Regions from separate parts of the Danio rerio genome. Here region 2 is linked to region 1. The links are chromatin contacts, called in public Hi-C maps. All regions are on one chromosome and are shown on one strand. Each heading gives the region's core, a stretch centred on a gene start, on an enhancer-like site or on the middle of the called end of the contact. The rest is flanking DNA. Distances are from core to core; before and after follow the strand shown. Region 1 holds the start of zgc:136493. Region 2 holds the start of dtnbp1a (dystrobrevin binding protein 1a).

Region 1 (3,870 bases), core at 188-2,687:
TAAAAAGTCAATTGGAAGTACTGCCATGACACTCAATCTGATAGCTAGTAACAGCAAAGTACAATTTCAGAGTTGTTTTAGCCATGTTTGCTGAGTGTTCTGTATTTAAATAATTAATTTTTTTATTTGTATAATAAGCTACACTATCTTTCTTTTAACTAACACTCTGCATTTTAGCAGTAAAAAGCTACGATACACATCATTAAGCTGAAACTTGACTACAAAATCAAATTGCAAATCAAATTGAAATTGCATTATCTGTCAAAAATTATTTAAAAAATAATCACAATTAGATATTTTTCCTAAATCGCACAGCCATAGATCCATGTCAACTATAATTCAGACTGGACACTGCATATAGTAAAGCAAATAGTAAAGTCTTATTGTTAAGCAATAACTAATCATTTTTATCCAAAAGAACAGAAAATGAGACATAAAAAAGTGCAAAATATTCACCTTCGATTTCTATTGTGATAAAGAATCTTCATGTCAAACCCTTGAGCCCTCTTGGCTATTTTGTACCCAATTCTCCCCATGCCGATGATGCCCAGAGTGGCCCCGCTAACATCAGTGCCCATAGTGGACTCTGGAAAATCATCAGACTCCCGAAATTTGGAAAAATGTTGCCCTAAAGAGAAACCAAAAAAAAAAAATAATCACAATGAACTTAAAAGTATGAAAACAGGACCAACTGAACAACTGGTCTCAATTCTCACCCTCAATAATCTTCCTGGCAGATGCCAACATCAGACTCATGCCAATATCAGCAGTAGCATTATCCACTACATGAGGAGTGTTGGACACTTTAACACCAAAGCTATTGATGAGAGGAATATCAAGGTGGTCCACTCCTACCCCTCCATTAATGACAGCTTTGAGGTTCGGCAAAGACTGTAACAGGTCTCGGTCAACATTAATATTGGGACCCCACGAAAACACTGCCTGGATTTTGGCAGCGAAGTCCTCTTTCCTCTGTACAAACCTCTCGTATGGGATTATAGTGAAGTGTTTGTCGATGCAAGGTTCAAAACACTTATAGATGCTTCCAGGAGCTCCAAGTGTCTTGGTTAATATGCATGGCTTCTCCATAACCTGTGAGAATATTAGCCATTAGCATACATGAGCTAAAGCCTATTGTAAAAAACAGCACGCTAGCACATTTGTTTGTAAACATCTTATTTGAAATATTATTTGTCATATAGCCTTACCACTCGCGTGACAGTCGATCGCAGCCTGTGTATACCCTGGAAACGTATGACTGTCATGTGTCTACATATAAATATTAGGTACTAGATGTGGTTAATGAAGCACCGATTAAGACCAAAGGTACGACTTCCTATAAATCATTAGTGGGTAATAGTCAAGCCTCCACCCCTCCAAAAAAGGCGACTGTCAAAAACTGCAAGCTACTTGAAACTGTTTCTAACTCATGTTTTCGTATCTCGTCACAAAATTGCTAGTCACTCAGATGACCAGAAGGGGGAGTGAGAAGCCCATGAATCTTTTGTGAAATGGTCATAAAAAAAGTACTGTAACTTGTTACACATTTCATTCACAAGAAAGATTAGGTGCTTATGTAGTTGTTTGATGGACATTATGTGTTCATTTGTAAGCATTATTATTTTTACATTTGGCTTTATTATTTGAACTATTTCCTTCCTTAATAAAAATAACCACAAACAAAACAATTGTTATTGTAGTTCATTAATGTTCACCCCAAATTAACCATGGCATTGATACTTGTCATCTCTTATGAAAATTTTACAACGAACAGACCAATAAAAACATTATAGTAAAAAAGTAATCACAATTAACCATGGTTTTGCTACACTAACTAATAGTTTAACCATTATCTTTGTGGTAAAATATGGTAATCAATCTGACAAAAACATGTTTACAACTGTGATAAAACCCACAGTTAATCTTCATAAGGGATTTTTTACATGTTTCATATGAATCCCATTCATAAATTCTTAGTGTGACAAGATTTCTATATGCAGCATTATTCATACATTCATTCATTTATTTTTTTGTCAGCTTAGTCCCTTTATTAATCAGGGGTCGCTACAGCGGAATGAACCGCCAACTTATCCAGCACATGTTTTTAAGCAGCGGATGCCCTTCCAGCTGCAACCCATCTCTGGGAAACATCCATACACACTCATTCACACATATACACTACGGACAATTTAGCCTACCCAATTCTGTTTCGCATATCTTTGGACTGTGGGTGAAACCGGAGCACCCGGAGGAAACCCACGCGAACGCAGTGAGAACATGCAAACTCCACACAGAAACGCCAACTGACTCAGGTGAGGCTCGAACCAGCGCCCTTCTTGCTGTGAGGCGACAACACTACCTACTGCGTCGCCTATGCAGCATTATAACAGTTGTAATTATATTACTGATGTGCCAAGCAGGTGGAGGCTTAATTGCTAAAGATTTGAACAAAATAAAGACATAAAATATATATTGGTGGTTGTGTTGGTGCTGAGGGACACTGCATTTATTGCAGAACATTTAGTAGATGGCTATTAATGGCTGTAGCACAGCTCCAGCTTTCCTGTGGCCTCCATCTGTTCGAAAATCCACATGAAGAGATTCTGCATCAGAAAGCAACATCAAAATAATTCACTATACTGAAGCTCCAGTAAAGCAAATATGTTTTTATTTCTACTATACAGAACTCTAAAAAAAACTTAGTGTTAAATCTGAGTACAGTCTTAATGAACAAGGTGTAATATTTGTTCTTTTACATACTGTTTCATTGTTGGCCATAACACACTGATTCCCTATTGATTTGTGCTAAAAACCCCAAGTCCATCTTCTACAGTTAAAGGTATGTCCACCATAATTATTTATTATTCACTTCTCATACAGTATGTGTGCAAAGGTTTAGCCGGTTATATTTTAATGAGAGTGATAGATAAATAATCCAAATAACCAGCCCTTTAAGCAAACAATGCAAACACTCTCGATCTTTTACAGCAGATCAATCTCAGCCAACTTGAACTGTGTCCATTCTTTGTGACGAAAACTTCTTCCTTGAGAGTTTGCTTGGTTTGGCAATCAACCAAAAATCTTTTCTGTTCTGTTGAGCACTTCTCTTCAAAGTGTAGTGCTTCACAATTAGCCTACATCTCTGACTCTGCCCCAGGGACAGGCATGTTTTAAAGAGATGAATTGATTTCCCTGCCAGCAGGGTGGCCCATTATTAGTGGTGAATTACAGCACTCATGTATATAAATACACTACTTAAAACTCTATTTTCTAGATCTAAATGGGAGAAAATGGTCTTGATTTGCAAACTGCAGCAGGCTCATATGATTTAACAAAACTAAGATTAATACAATGTTTTCTTTTTCAAAATTAACTGATAAGAAAAAAGTATACAGTACCGTACCACTAGGCATGGTACGATTAGCGTTCAAGCTATACCGCGGTATGGAAAAGTCAAAGTTTTAAAACTGCCAAAGTTTTCTGCTATACCGTTTCTATGGTATGTGAACGATTTTTTTTATGAAAGTTTATTTATTTGTTTATTTATTTAGATATTTATTTAGATATTTATTTTTGTTTTTAGGACAGCAGGATCTATAGCAGAAAAGATATCCAAAGATACTGTTTCAAAGTGTAAAGAACTCTGTGTTTTTGAAACTTACACAGACAGAACAAGTCAATAATTTATTTGAATTTTTTAGCCAGACTTGTTCACTGTTTCAAAATAATTTAAATGTTTTTCAAATTAAACTATATTGTGTAATTTTTTTTTTTAGTTTTTTACCCAGACATTAAAAAATAACATATTTTAGAGCAGTAATTACAATACCGTGAAATCGTGATGTTTTTATCTAAGGTTATCATACTGTC
Region 2 (3,509 bases), core at 638-3,137, 140 kb after region 1:
TTATAATTCTTCTTTGTCATGACTGCTTGTGAACAGCTCACCGATACGTGAGGTGATGGTCTCCAGGTCTGAGAGGAAAGTCGGGATCTGCTGTAGTTGCTCCTGCAGCTCCAGCACAGCTCCCCGTCTCTTCTCCCAGTGTGCGCACAGCATCACAACCTCCCCGTCCACTGTCTGACAGAGAAATACACAAACACACAGGTTATAGTTACAGCACTACAAATGTTCGACTGTACTGATTCAGATGTAAACTTACTTCACCAGACTTAGCACTCTCTTTAGCCCGTTTATGAAGAGCCACCCACGTGTCTTCATATCTGGTGAAAAAAAAAGCATGTCATGATTACACTCATTGATATAATTTCTTAAAATATTTCTGTAACTAGTTTAATGACAGCGTGACACCACTGACATTTCACTAATAAAAAAGTAAAGTGACTTACCGACTGAGTAATTCTACTCCAGCAGAATATTGGGGAAGGTACTCATCTCTTCTGAAAAATGTTTGAGATCATAAAAATCAATTCAAATCATGAAATCATTAAAATCAATTTAAATGCTTAGATAAATGCCATGATAAATGCTTAGATAAATGCCATTATATGGTCAGACATGTTTAAAAAAAAATGGAAACATAATAAAAATTTATTTTAAGCATCACAATGCTGCCCCAAATACTAACTAATTATCATTTTAAATCTTTATACTTTGCAACTATAAAGTTTGCCCATTTGTCAGCCAGAATTTTCTCATTTAAATATGGTACAGTTTTGCATGGGTGGCATGGGTGAATTCAATTGCATAGCTAAGTTGTCCATAGTGTATGTGTGTGAATGAGTGTGAATGGGGTGTTTCTCGGTGATGGGTTGCAGCTGGAAGGGCATCCGCTACGTAAAACATATGCTGCATAAGTTAGCGGTTTATAATGCTGTGGTGACCCGAGGTTAATAAAAGGACTAAGCTGAAAAGAAGTGAATGAATGTAGTTTTGCATGATTACTTACACTTGTTAAGATGAAAACAGATGGAACACAAAGTAGACACTTCAGTACTGTCTGTACACACACACACACACACACACATACACAGATACTTTTTTCATCTTGTACCTTACCTTTGTTTCTTCTTTACTTTAGCCTCCTTTGACTTGTCACTCAGAGTTTTGATTCTGAAAGGTTTTGAAACATGATTGTAAAATACTGTGAAATTCCAAACAATATGAAATAACATTTTATTGTTCTGCATTTGATTACTTTCATATTTTTGGGGACTTTAATTGGAAACATATTTAACGTTATTGTGAGTTGAAAACTGTAATAAAAACAGCTAAATTCTCATCACAGCCCTCAACGTCTCGCCCATCACATGACAGTCAGCTGAAAGTTATTAGTTAAAAAAAATCGCAGTTGTTAGCATTCGGCTAACTTTGCAAACTGAACATTTCGAATGTGTCCCTTCTCCCAAAAATATGTATAATTTAAATGTATGTATTTTCTCTTTTTTTATACCTAGCTGACTTTGTTTTTGTAGACATCTACAGAACAAACAACCACACTTTTTGCCATCAGTGAGATGATTAGCAGGCTAATTAGCTAGCATTCACTTCTTGGCTCTTCGCTGAAAAGTGAACACCGTTGTGATGAAGCCAAAGCAAAAGTTGTGTCAGTATGATGTAATACATATTCAGGTTTCAAATGCCACCTGATTTTGCTTAATCAATGTCTAATGTGACCCCGGAGATCATGAAAAGCTGGAAATAACGTTACATACCCTGATGTGAAGTCCTGCTGCACCGTTTGCAGCTTCTCTCTGAAATTCTCAAACATGTCCTTATACTGCTTTAATCCCTCCGCACAGGCTTGAAGGATGACATTTAGGTTAAATCTGTTGGTGTCTACAGTCTTTCAGCCATCCTTTGTCAGAGGACAATGTCCAAATGTCCCGTTGTGGGCTTTGCTTCGTCGGACAGTGTTTGCAAGATCAGTTAGCTCATTCATTCAGTCATTGTTTACCTCCTCAGTAATCAAAATGGATTTGGATCTAACGTTATATATAATTATTTTAACAAATGCTGAACTGTCAGATTGTTGTTCTAACGCCTACCCTTCCTCTACTGGTTAAACACACGCCCCCTAACTGAGAGTGAAAGTGACTGAAGGCTTGTTCAGCAATCCTCTGATTCGTTTTAGCGAGTCGGTTCATATGAATCGAATCGAAAAGCGTGCCCAAAAGAATGTTTATTTCAATGAAATTCGTCAAATTATGAAATCAAATGAAAAATGATGCTAATGCAAAATTATTTAATCACAAAACTATTCTAATTTCAGCTACAAATCTGTTATAAACCATGTTTTTGATAAAATTTAACCATGTTTTCGGTGTGTTTGTACCTTTTGTATAACCACAATATTAGTACAAATAAACCAAGCAAACCATTGTTGAAATAGCTTAACCACACCCTGTTATTTTATTTTGTTTGTAATTTATTGTATATACTGATATTGTTTTGGTACAATGCCCATGTTGTTTTATTGTGATATCCTTCATATCCTATTTAAAATTAATTGCAATTTTTTTGTTTGTGTGTGTATAACAATGTCTGTAAGCAACAAATGTAACTTGATTTAAGTATGGAATAAATTATTTGCGAATCAGTTCGACAGGATCATAAGGAGTCGGTTTAGAAGAACAATTCGCGAATCGGACATCGGATAACGGATAGGCGGAGTGAGAGCTGGGTTTCATAAACCTCCTCTCTCTGATTTTCCAATGGGGTGCGAGTCAGCCTCGTGAGCCACAGGTTCTTCTCTCTGCTGTCCCGGGACGAGTGTCAAACTGCTGCATTCAACATGTTATGCCACATAACTCGACCGGACTCGGTGGTCCTGGAGGTGGAAGTGGACCCAAAAGCAAACGGAGAGGACATTCTCAATAAGGTTAGTGTCGAGAACTCACACGTTTATCTTCAGAAAGGTATTTCATAATTTCTTTTTCATTGCATATGGAATAAGCCTCATTAACAGCATAAACGACAGCAAATGTAATGTAGTAAATGAAAGTTATTCTAGTTTAAAGCATAGAACACAAAAGTTGACTATTAAAATCACCCTTTCAAAATATTCATCATGATTTTATTCAACTAAAAGTGTAATAAATATGTTCTTTTTCTTTTGCTGCATTGATTTTCATTTGTAAATAATTACTTTTTTGTGGGTAAACTGTGCATGGTGAAGCAAAACTATGTTGAGTTTGTGGCTACCAATGCTTGGTAATTTGTGATTACTACAATAACCATTTTTTATTGATTATCTTTAGTAAAACTGTGGCTAATTTTTGCAAGGTTATAAATCAAGCAAAATCTTGCTTATTTTAAACATTTATATATTTTTGTACAATTTTCTTTAACATTTGGACTTTTTACTCACCTTAAACAAATATTTGTAACAGCAATATTTACTAATTCTTTAAGCCTAATTACTTATCATCACATATCAGCCGATTACTTGGAAA

Evidence for each region. Hi-C and Micro-C count contacts between places; a contact is called where the count stands out from the background.
Region 2: a Hi-C map of hematopoietic stem cells shows a contact between it and region 1, with 3 times the contacts expected there. The contact joins the promoter of dtnbp1a here to the promoter of zgc:136493 in region 1. A contact is called at or near these places in 4 of 18 Hi-C or Micro-C datasets (caudal fin, embryo, hematopoietic stem cells and 1 more) and 2 of 4 datasets of contacts at active chromatin or transcription factors (caudal fin and gastrula embryo).

Annotation. Positions count from the first base shown.
Region 1 is chr16:26,694,321-26,698,190 of GRCz12tu, forward strand. zgc:136493 reads right to left here and starts at 1,438. Exons shown (of 6, transcript NM_001045249.2): 1 at 1,209-1,438; 2 at 717-1,092; 3 at 457-628. The coding sequence starts at 1,089.
Region 2 is chr16:26,828,947-26,832,455 of GRCz12tu, forward strand. dtnbp1a (dystrobrevin binding protein 1a) reads right to left here and starts at 1,888. Exons shown (of 10, transcript NM_201134.1): 1 at 1,770-1,888; 2 at 1,114-1,167; 3 at 444-494; 4 at 257-317; 5 at 42-174. The coding sequence starts at 1,825. mylipb (myosin regulatory light chain interacting protein b) reads left to right here and starts at 2,832. Exons shown (of 7, transcript NM_001080022.2): 1 at 2,832-2,935. The coding sequence starts at 2,849.